2 separate regions of the Sus scrofa genome follow, and region 2 is linked to region 1. Evidence: chromatin contacts called from public Hi-C data. All regions are on one chromosome and are shown on one strand. The core of a region is the stretch at or near the end of the contact, and the rest is flanking DNA. Distances in the headings are between cores, read along the strand shown. Region 1 holds the start of LOC106504234 (putative olfactory receptor 2I1). Region 2 has its middle 16 kb from the start of OLF42-1.

What was found. A called contact is a pair of places that touch in the nucleus more often than the background predicts.
Region 2: a contact with region 1 is called in a Hi-C map of skeletal muscle, with 4 times the contacts expected there. The contact joins the enhancer-like site here to the promoter of LOC106504234 in region 1. A contact is called at or near these places in 28 of 47 Hi-C or Micro-C datasets (adipocytes, alveolar macrophages, blood and 15 more) and 2 of 2 datasets of contacts at active chromatin or transcription factors (alveolar macrophages and skeletal muscle).

The regions. Positions count from the first base shown.
Region 1 is chr7:22,495,698-22,501,656 of Sscrofa11.1, forward strand. LOC106504234 (putative olfactory receptor 2I1) reads left to right here and starts at 2,374. Exons shown (of 3, transcript XM_013977578.2): 1 at 2,374-2,403; 2 at 2,980-3,394; 3 at 3,397-5,409. The coding sequence starts at 2,374. The coding sequence ends at 3,914. It overlaps UBD (ubiquitin D), which reads right to left. Exons shown (of 3, transcript NM_001160088.1): 2 at 5,583-5,902; 3 at 5,433-5,580. The coding sequence ends at 5,433.
Region 2 is chr7:22,540,566-22,546,446 of Sscrofa11.1, forward strand. It overlaps the pseudogene LOC110255266. Among named protein-coding and RNA genes, the nearest start is that of OLF42-1, 16 kb to the left of the region's middle. Within about 2 kb of position 1,331, at least 4 of the 83 cell types and tissues checked have an H3K27ac peak or open chromatin away from gene starts, as enhancers often do.

The DNA of each region.
Region 1 (5,959 bases), core at 1,124-3,623:
GCGTGACTGTTTTCAGGATTTGGCATGTTTGGAGAAGAATGATTGAAGGCTTGCCTGTCTGAACTATGTGTGTCTGCGTAATCACGGAATTAGAAGTTCTGAGTTTTCATACTAAAATGCTGGAGGCTGGCAGTAGATATGTTGTTGGTTGCTTCGTCATGAAAGCGTTAATATAAAGAATTATTCATATTGAGCTGCTGGCATTCTTGGAAATGCAAAGTAAACTTTTTGCTGATTTTTTTTTATAATAAAAAATTTGGGAGTTCCCATTGTGGCTCAGTGGTTAACAAATCCGACTAGGAACCATGAGGTTTCTCGGGTTCAATCCCTGGCCTCGCTCAGTGGGTTAAGGATCCAGCGTTGCCATGACTGTGGTGTAGGTTGCAGATGCGGCTCGGATCCCGCGTTGCTATGGCTGTGGCGTAAGCATCTCTAGCACCATTGGCCCATAAGCCTTAATGTCATCTCTTGTACTTTTATTTATCTTGTATTAGGATGTATAGTCACATCTCATTCCACTGTGACTAAAATTATCCAGGAAAAAAGGTCAGTCTTTGTATGTAATTTTATCCTTCACAGTCCCTAGCATATTAAAGCCTGGTTCATTAAAGAGCAGGGATTGAAGTTTCCTGGTGCCCTAACTGTAAAGGATTCCGCATTGTCACTGCTGTGGCTTGGTTTGATCCGTGCGTGGCCCAGCAACTTCTGAATGCCACGAGCACCACCACAACAAAAGCAAAGATCTTGGAATTAGATTTTGGTTGAAATCCTGATAAGCATTTACAGATCATGTGACCTTGGGCAAGTTATTTAACCTCAATTGTCTAAAATAGGAGTATTATCTAATTCTCAGATGAGTAAAGATCGAATTAATATATGAAAAGGGCTATAAATTTACATACCAGCTATAAGGGTGTAGTGTGTAGTTACCTAGTGTAGGAGCTCTCTAAAAGTCTGTTTTCGGATGTGAAGTAGGGATAATAGTTAACATTTATTAAACATCTACTATTTGTCAGGCTCTTTTCAAGAGTTTTACGTATCTGACCTCCTTAACGAATTCCATTTTTTTCACATGAGGAAACTGGGCCATAGAGAGGTTAAGCAACATTGCCCGAGGAGGCTCAGCTAGAAAATGGCAGAACCAAGACTGGACCTTAGGCAGTGTGACTCCCCAACCCTTGTTCTTAATTGCCGCATTAATACTTGTTCTGCCCAATGAAGATAAAATGAGGGAACCATATTAACATAATGTGTTGTTATGGGGAAGAGAGTTCTTTCTTGAAAAATAAAAAGTTAAGAGATTATGAGTTTTAAATTAAAAACACTGAATATGATGTTTAAAATGAGTTATCTGTTGGAGTTACCTGGCAGCTCAGGGGGTTAAGGATCTGGCATTGTCACTGCTGTGGCTCAGGTCAGAAAATAATAATAATTAAAAAAATAAGTAATCCGTATGATGATACTTGTCGGGAACCATACAGTAGAAGGATCTCTATGTAACTTCTATCCTTCACATCAACCATGATGGTTGCCGATCCATTAGGAAATTTGATTCCGTTTCACTCAAGGGTTAAAAGGTTTCTGCAACCACTTTTTTCTTTTGCATCCGCTTTTCACTTGTTTGAAAAATATTTATTAAAATTAGAGCCAGAACTCGGAGGAAACAAATCTGACTAGTAACCGCACAGGTTCGATCCCTGGCCTTGCTTAGTGGGTTTGGGATCCGGCATTGCCATGAGCTGTGGTGTGGGTCATAGATGCGGCTCAGGTCTGGCATTGCTATGGCTGCGCCATAGGCCAGGGGCTGCAGCTCCTATTTGACCCCTAGCCTGGAAACTCCCTTATGCCGCTGGTGTGGCCCTGAAAAAGACAAAAAAAAAAAAAAATTAGAGCCTGGAAGGTAGTACAGGAACCTCAGAGGTCATCTAGTTCAAACTTCTCCGTTTTCATGTGAGAAAATTGAGATGGGAGGAAATTGAAGTGACTTCCCCATATCAAATCACTGGCCAAAGGCACTTGTGTGAGGTAAAACTCAGGTCTCCTGACTTTCTGTTTAATGTTCTTTCCTCTACCCAGATGGCTCTGGGTTTAAAGAATGATAACACATGTGCCATTGTGTTGACCGTGATTATCACACTAGATAGTAAGTGGGAGGGGAATGGATATTGGAAGCATCCTAGGAGAGAGAGTCACCACAGATTAAAATTCAGTAGTCAGTAGTATAACGGGTTGTATTAGTGAGGTCGGTGCGGCACTGGCAACAAAGCAGGTGACAGTCTGATCTGCCAAGTGTCAGTTATAGTAAACCTGGATCTTACACCTGTTTTCAGTCACTACACATTTCGAAGAAGGGGAAGTGAGGCTCAGAGGGCAATGTCTTCAAATATTTGCAGGGTTATTCAGGTGGGAGGAAGAGCAGCTTGCTACTTTGGTCCCTGGGAGTACAACCAGAAGCAGGAAAGCTGTTGAAAGAGCTCTGATTTCAGAAATCAGGCCTAGTGCAAGTCCACAGGGCCACTGAGCAACTATGACTTTGGGATGCTTTAGCCTTTGGAGTCCCAAGTTTGTCCATCTATAAAATGGAGATTTTTATCTTCCTCGTAGAATCTGATAAAAATATCAACTATGGCATCCTAATCTGGCTCCCTCCCTAAACGACGGGTTCAGATTTTTTTTTTTTTTTTCCCACTGTACAGCAAGGGGGTCAGGTTATCCTTACATGTATAGATTACAATTACAGATTTTCCCCCACCCTTTCTTCTGTTGCAACATGAGTATCTAGACATAGTTCTCAATGCTATTCAGCAGGAGGGTTCAGATCTTAAACGAGCTCCGAGCCCGATGGATACAGAAACATCGTGAGCGCTTCCGGCCCTTCCCCCTCCTCACCCCATTTGCCTGGGTTTTCCTTTGTTTGTAAGAGACGTCACCCTTTGGTAGGTCGCCCTTCCAAACCTTCTGGGAGTTTTCCTCCCTTAGGGCAACCGCAGCACAGAGGAGCGCTTCCTCCTGCTGGGTTTCTCCGACCAGCCCTCCCTGCAACCTGTCCTCTTCGCCCTGGCTCTCCTCTGCTACCTCCTGACTCTGACTGGTAACTCGGCGCTGGTGCTGCTGGCCGTGCGAGACCCGCGCCTGCAGGCGCCCATGTACTACTTCCTCTGCCACCTGGCTTTGGTGGACACGGGCTTCACCACGAGCGTGGTGTCACCGCTGCTGGCCACCCTGCGCGGCAGGGCCCTGTGGCTAGAGCGCAGCGGCTGCCTGGCCCAGCTGGGCGCGTCGCTGGCGCTGGGCTCGGCCGAGTGCGTCCTCCTGGCGGTGATGGCCCTGGACCGCGCCGCTGCCGTGTGCCACCCGCTGCGCTACGCCGGGCTCGCCTCGCCGCGCCTCTGCCGCGGCTGGCCGTCGCCTCCTGGCTCGGCGGCCTCACCAACTCCGCCGCGCAAACAGCGCTCCTGGCCGCTCGGCCGCTGTGCGCGCCCCGCCGGGTGGACCACTTCATCTGCGAGCTGCCCGCGCTGCTCAAGCTGGCCTGCGGCGGCGGGGGACAAAAGACCACCGAGCGCCAGATGTTCGCCGCCCGAGCGGTCATCCTGCTGGTGCCGTCCGCCGTCATCCTGGCCTCCTATGCTGCCGTGGCCCGCGCGGTGTGGGCCATGAGGACCAGACGGAGCCGCAGGAAGGCGGTGGGCACTTGCGGGTCCCACCTGACTGCCGTCTGCCTGTTCTATGGCTCAGCCATCTACACCTACCTGCAACCTACGCACAGCTACGATCAGGGTCGGGGCAAGTTCGTTTCGCTTTTCTACACTGTAGTCACGCCCGCCCTCAATCCACTCATCTACACCCTCAGAAATAAGGAAGTGAAGGGGGCAGCGAGGAGGCTCCTGGGGAGAAGGCAAGCTTGTCAGTAAGTCGGGAGGGAAGGAAGTGTGACCCCAGGACCTAAGGAGGGGATGCTCCCTGGAAAGTCAGCCAGTTTAGGCTTCAGGCTGTTCACTTCTGCATAAGAATCTGCGAGGTTTGTCCTTAGGAAGTTCAAGGCTGATGGGGGAGATCCTTTCCTCCATCAGGAAAGGTTCATGTGCTGTAGGGAAAAGTCCTGCCTTTATTCCTGCAAGTTTAGTGAGGCGGAAGTGGCCTTCGGCTTTCACCTAAACTGAAGAAGAAAGTCTGATTTGGGGAGGACCTTCCCCATCCTCAGGAGATGTTATATCTACTGGTCAAGAGTACATATGTTGGTAGGATGATATGCCAGGGATTCCAGTCTGATGGGAAGAGCAGGAAGGACCCCATGGTGCCTGCCATCAGGTGGATTCTTAAATGACAATAAATCATAATCTCTACCCTGCAGGAGCCCCCATCCAGACAATGAAACATTGTCTCTCATCTCAGGAAATCAGTCCAACCTAAAGCCCACCTATCCATTTAAATAGTGCCCACTGTAGAGTGCTTGACTCTGTTGTAATGAGCAACACTTATTGGTGTGGTTTGTGCTAAGTAGGGTTAAATTCAGATGAAGGAGTAAACAAAGGGAATAAGAGGGAAGAAAAAGCTCTATTAGCCAGAATTTGGGCAGAGCACTGGGGTCCACTTAGAGACCAATCCCTCCCCCACCTCACCCAACCTAAAGAAGACCTGCTAGACCCCAGGGCAGGCAGAACAGAAACTGGTCACAGTCCCTCGACTTGCAGAATGTCTGTTCTCACCGGAAGCTCATCTGTTCCCAAGGAGCCCCCACTAGAGACATAAAATCTCTACGTCCCCAAGGCAAATGTCTTGCCCTGCCCCTGTCATCCCCAGAAATAAGAACGGTTTCACTGAGTGTGAGACAAAGAGAGTAAGAGGGGGCACGGCACCAAGTTTCGTTCATACCAAAGAGCTTTAAATAAGGAGAGAAGTCGTTCAATTTCTAAATTATTTATTAATAAGATTGTTAATCATGTTCAGCGTAAATCATTCACTTCATAACACATCATTTCACTATTCTCTATAGGTAGAAAGTCAGTTTGGTTCAAGGATTATTGAATGATATGATAGACGCAGCAGTGGACTAAACAGATGCAGACACAGTCATCAGAAGAACACAGATGCTGACCTAAAACTCACTGTCTTGTTTGTTGGAAAAGGAAATAGTTTTTCTATGAATCAGAGGGAACCATGAAAGAATTAAATGGCAAGCTGGCTTTGAAGGTTATTTCTAATGGACCTTCCAGTAATAATATATCAGTATATATAGTATATGCAGTTTTGCTACTTAGTCATGTTAGAATCAAAGAATCAAAGAGTTAGAAATATTCTACTGTCTTCCTCCCCAGTCCATCCCAAATCTTCTCTTTCTTTTATCTTTATCATTGACTTTAGGAAATTTTCAAAGGGTGTGGTTAGTAAGTGAGAAGTAAAAGGAAATAAGGTATTCTGTCCCCAGGCGATTACCCCCCAATGCAGCTGAATGCCAGGAAGAGTAAATGGCCATTTCTGATGCCATAATCAGCCATGATCTTCCCATCTTCCAGCTTCTTTCCATTGCAAGTCACGATCTGCTCCTTGGGGATTATAGCGGTCTTCATCTGGATCATCTTTTCACCTGGGTCACTGGGCTGGACCTTCGAACCTGGAGCTGGTGTCTCTGCCCCTCATCACCTGACTCCACCAAAACCAAGGTCAGATCCTCATCACTGGGCTTCACCACCTTCAGGGTGAGGTGGATGGTGGTCTCCTTGTCAATGCCGTAAGATGACAGGGTTCTGTGGGGCTTTAGGGTCTTCGAGCCCAGCTGGAGAACCTGGTCCGGCACAGGAACCTTGGTCTTAGACCGAATGTGTTCATTGATCTTCTTCACTCTATCTTCCAAGTAGGCCATGAAGGTCATTGATTCCCACTGATGAGAAGAGACCATCACCTGGACAAGGAAGGCCAAAATACAGTTGCCTAGAGTGCCTGCCACCTTTTGCACCCT
Region 2 (5,881 bases), core at 81-2,580, 44 kb after region 1:
AGTGTGAGGCTCCACCTGTTTCCAGCACATTCATGGTTTCCTCAATCCCACTAGGCAACATGTGACCTGGAGAAAGAGGGGAGAAGGAGCTGCTGGCGATGACGTCCTGGGAAAGAGGCTGAGGGAGTGAAAGCAAAAGAGAAACACCCACCTGCTGCGACCTGGCAAGTACCCAGAGTGACTTTTCATAAAACAGTTTGAACACACTCCCCTGACAGCCCTCAGCCCTCTAGGTCTGGACAGGAACAGACCATGGTCAACCACAGCTCCCCGGCAGGCTTCCTCCTTCTGGGCTTCTCTGAACACCCAGAGCTCGAGAGAATCCTCTTCGTGGTTGTCTTCGCTTCCTACCTCCTGACTCTAGCTGGCAACACACTCATCATCCTGCTGTCTGCGCTGGACCCCAGGCTCCACTCCCCGATGTACTTTTTCCTCTCCAACCTCTCCTTCTTGGACCTCTGTTTCACCACGAGCTGTGTCCCCCAGATGCTGGTCCACCTGTGGGGCCCACACAAGACCATCAGCTTCCTTGGCTGTGCTGTCCAGCTCTTCATCTTCCTGCTCCTGGGGACCACTGAGTGTGTCCTCCTGACAGTGATGGCCTTTGACCGCTATGTGGCTGTCTGCCAACCCCTCCACTATGCCACCATCATGCACCCCCGCCTGTGCCGGCAGCTGGCGGCGGTGGCCTGGGTGATGGGTCTGGTCCAATCGATAGTCCAGACACCACCCACCCTCCGCCTGCCCTTCTGCCCCCACCGGCAGATAGATGACTTTGTATGTCAAGTCCCTTCTCTAATTCGACTCTCCTGTGGAGACACCACCTTCAATGGAATTCAGTTAGCTGTGTCCAGTGTCGTCTTCCTGGTCGTGCCACTCGCCCTCATTCTTATCTCTTACGGTGCCATCGCCCGGGCAGTGCTGAGGATCAGCTCTGCCGAGGAAGGCCCTGGGGACCTGCTCCTCCCATCTCGCTGTGGTCACCCTCTTCTACAGCTCGGGCATTGCCGTCTACCTCCAGCCCAAAAGTCCCTATGCCCAGAGGAGGGGCAAGTTCTTTGGTCTCTTCTATGCAGTGGGCACGCCTTCGCTTAACCCTCTCATATACACCCTGAGGAACAAGGAGGTCAAGAGGGCGCTCGGGAGGTTGCTGGGGCAGGACAGGGACGCCAGGGAGAGCTGAGGGAGAAATGCTTCATGTGCTTTAAAAATGAGAGGAGCTTCTTCACGGTTTTGTCAGGAAGTTTGTGCTCCTACCCCCCCTCTTCCTCACACCCATCACATCGCAGAAATGGATAACACCCACGTGTGTGTGCGTACGTGTGAGTGTGGGTGTATGTATGTGAGAAAAAGACAGAGACTGAAAATGTGTTAAGGGGAGGTATGTATCTCTGTGTGAAACAGATGAATCAAATGTAATACTTTCTGTTTTTAATGGTCTTCACCTCCATGATGACGTCCCTAATTTTTTCATCTCCGTTTCAATATCACCTCTCACGTCATCACTATTTCTTCACCTCCATTTCTATTTTCTACTGTATATTCTTTACTTCTCCCCCAAGCTTTTTCCACTTCCTCATGTGTGTGTTTTGCATTCTCACTCTATTATCCCCTCAAATGACAGCAGGGATGGGGGAAGCTGAAGCCTAAGAAGAAAGTCAGTCCAGAACACACGGTGTTAGGACTAAAACTCACACAGTGTTAGAACTAAAACTCAGGCCCCCGTGACTTCCAACCGGGCAACTTCTCAAATACATGCTGTTGTTTTCATACGGTCATCAAACATTTCAGTGTCCTTAGGCTAAGAGCCAGAACAGAGCCTCAAGAAGAAAGCTTAACTTCTTCAGTTCTAAGGTTTCTTCTTTCACAGCACTCACAAATCACAGAGAAACAGCTCAGACATCAACGTTGATGCCTGCGGGAGAGCTTTGACAATGCAGGCTTTGGTGCCATCTAGTGGCAAAATGGGGGTTTTGCATCTGGCATCCCAGACTCCTAAGGCCTCTCCATGTCTGTCATCAGTCCGTGCTCTTGTTCAGAAAGGTGATTATTATGGTATTATCAGATATTTATATACAGGTTTTGATATCCAAGCGGCCATTTGAAGTAATTTACACATATTGGCTGATTTAATTAGAGTGTTTTAACAGAACACAGAAGCAGATAATATTGTTATCGTTTTTCAGATGCAGTGTAAGTAGCCGCTTAAAAATGTCAGAGATTTGGACCCAGGTGGACTGATTCAAGTTTACTGAGATTCAAGTTTATCAATCAAAAGATTGATACAAATAGTGTCTCCCCAGTCCTGGTGAGAAGTTTCAACCTCTCAGTAAACTTTGAGGAAATAATTTCAGTCTAAAAATATGTCTAATTTGATCCCCTAGCTGAAGGAAGTTTGCTTCCTTCCCTGGAATAAGAGTTTATCAAATGCTCCACCTGAAGTACCCCATGAGAAGAAGAAACACAAGCCTGCTCGGAGGAAGTCTCGGTACAGCGCGTGGTGGGCACACCTGGCCTTGTTCATTCACTAGATCTCAGACTCCTGGAAGCAAGGCCTGGAATGTTGCAGAAAATTGGCCCCCAATTAGGTCTAGAAATGAATGAATGTCTCCAGAGAAGGTGTAAAGTGTCTGGGTTCCTAATCTCACAGATGCTGTCTCCCAGCTTTCCCCTGGCAATGACAATACCAAATTCTCTTGGGTTCGACACTGATGAAATAAGAAAAAAGAAAATTAAAAAAAAAAAGAAAAGAAAGAAAAAGGAAAATCCGAGTTTTGTTCTAGTCCCAACGCAAAATAGCTTTGATTCAACATTTACTCTGGCATCAGCACAGAACAGCAGCATTAACTCTATTTTCAACCTAATCTTCATTTTCGCCTCCACGTGCTAATCTTCTTGTCTCCTCGGCCTCCTAATTAGATTGTACCCTAATCTCAATAGGGATCCCCATTTTCTATTCAATACTAATCTCAACCACACGAGGAATGCTAACTCTAATTCCACTTCTCAAATCATTTATGTAACACCTTCTTCTTGTGACCACCTCTGTCCTCTTCCCCTGGGACCTGGAAACCTCTGCTCTTTGTGCCGGTTCCTCAGCTCCCTGTGCCCTGGGGCCCTAATGTCCTCAGACTGCAAAGTCCTTTCCAGATAGACTCACAGGGAAATACAGCAGAGAAGTCAACTAAGCAGTGTAAAGAATTTCTTTTAATGAAAACCGACATGTTGAATAAATGGTTTAACAGGCTTTAGGACTGATGCCTTATTCTGAATCCATTCAGCCTGTGTGGACAGTTATCTACTCTAGAAGAAAATCCAGCCTGAGATTGTTCAGTCACAACCCTCAAAGTGTCCAAAGGCCATCACGTTGGTCAGAGACATAACTGCCATGTAAGTAACTGCTACACAACTGAGTTGGGGGCAATTAAGAGGCCAAAGTCATACAGAATGAAAGAATAAAGTGTTTGGGCAACGTGGGTGGGCATCAGAGAATTCTCCTCACAGGGTTGAAACACGGCAGAGGGAACAAAATTAATAGAAATATTTGCTGATTTACTGTGGGGAAGTGCAACGGAGCAGGGCCCTGTGGGGGTCCTGAACACAAAAGCCTTTCTGCGTCCCTTATTTCTTGTTTTTGGGAAATGGGCCTCTTTCAGCCTCCCTGAGCTTTCCTGAGTTCCAAAGGGTAGGTTCACGCAGTTGCTAATCAGGAAAAGGAGGGGATGGGTGACCAGGGAGGAGCAGCCAGGAAACAATAGTGCAGCCTTGGGGTGGGGTCTCGGTTCCCCCTCAGGGTGTATATACATCACAATATCTTCCGGTTTTGCAGAACTAAAAGCCCCAACAAACAAAAGCAGTTAACTCCTTGATGTTCACTCCGAAGAAGGAGGCCCCCAAACCAGTCCCAGGGCCACTAAATGCCAGCTTTGTAGAAGAATGCAAGTGTACATCTACCCTGATCCTTATCTGTGGCTTTATGATCCACTCCCAAACTGTAAGACTGATAGGGATGGAGTAGGAACAGGTAGTTGTGGAAGTCTCAGTAAAGGACCATGGATAGAGAGGGAAACCTACAGGATGTTGGGAGATCACTGTAAGTTAACAGTGGCTCTGGAAGGCCATCAGAACCAGGCAGGCTTGCTTGACTAGAGGCGGTGCAGAATTGCCTCGGGTCGTTGGGTCGGGGATGGGATGAGGCCTGCTTTCAGATTCAGACCAAGGGCAGGGGTTTGAGGACTGCCCCTCCTCCGGCTGATTTGAATACACACCTTTCAAATATGGAGGCATATGGAGGTTTCCAGGCTAGGAGTCAAATTGGAGCTACAGCTGCCGCCTACACCAGAGCCACAGCAACACCAAATCCCTAACCCACTGAGCAAGGCCAGGGATCCAACCTGCAACCTCATGGTTCCTCATAGGATTCATTTCCGCTGGACCATGACGGGAAATCCTTATGGATTTTTTTTTTTTTTTTTTCCTGCACCCGTGGCATATGGAAGTTCCGGGGCCAGGGATCAAACCTGCTCCATAGAAGTGACCCAAGCCACTGCAGTGACGATAGCCGGATCCTTAAACCTCTGTGCCAGAGAACTCCCTGGCTTATGAACTGTTTTAACCTAAAAGCCATTGAAAACCAGCAGCTGCAGGAAAAGCTCTACAACAGGGCACAAGTTTTCTTTCTGTAAATATACATTTATAAAGGCATCTCCCTCTCCTGTACCAGGAAGAGGACTCTTTAATCTAAGGAGAAGGCACAGGCTTAAATCTGCAAAACAAACCTTACTAACAACCCTGGTTTACCACTTTTCCTGACCATTTTCCCCAAACTTGCCTCCACCACCCAGAAGCCCCAAGCCCCTTGTCCTTCGTTTTGCCTAAAATGGTCTCTAAGCTCCGGTTCTAACCACCCCATTGGGTTCATCACTGAATTCCCTTGTGTTTTCACGATGCACGTGTTTTTCTGTTTTTCTCGTGTTAATCTGCCTCCTGCTGGCCTCACTTACAGGGCCCCAGCTAAGTCAAGGACCTGAGAGAGTGGAGAGAAAAGATGATCTTTCCTCCCTCCGCCGCAGAGAACTCTGTGTGCTGCTAAGTGTCACTTCCCGCACCCCACGGTGTCACAGCCCCGCATGGCACCCACCACAGAAGCCTCCTCGAGGTTCCCCGCAGTGGCCAGCTCAGCTCCCGTCATGGTCTCTAGCAAACCCTTCCTTGCTCCAGGGGCTGTGTATGTGGATGCCCCTTTCATTAAGTATTTTGAGTTTTTTGGTGGTGGTGCAGTTTTTCTGGTTTGGGGGGGTTGCATTTTTTTTTTTTTTTAGGGCCTCACCTGTGGCATATGGAGGTTCCCAGGCTAGGGGTTGAATCTGAGCTGCAGCCACCAGCCTACACCACAACCACAGCAACAAGGGATCCGAGCCACATCTGCAACCTACACACAGCTCACGGCAACACCGGATCTTTCCCCATTGAGCAAGGCCAGGGTGCGAATCTGCGTCCTCACTGATACTAGTCAGGTTTGTTACTGCTGAGCCACAACAGAGACTCCGGGGTTAAGTATTTTGAACATCACCCATCTTTGGGGGAGCGGGGGAGCTGTCAGATATGAAGCCCACCCTCTCATCCCCTCCACATGGACGTGAAGTGCAATAACAGAAGTCTGTGCTTCAAAAACCCAAGTGAAAACCTGTATGCAGAGGGGCCTACATTGCAGTGGACGGAGGGAGGAAAGCAATGGGCAGAAGGGGCGGGGCATGGGGCTGCCAGTGGTCCTGAAGCGTCCAGAAAAACCAAAGACCTTGGGAAGAGACTGAAAGGCAGCGACTAGACAAGATTGGGTGCGAGTCTGGGAGGGCAGCCAGCGGCCAGGCCAGGCGCCGTG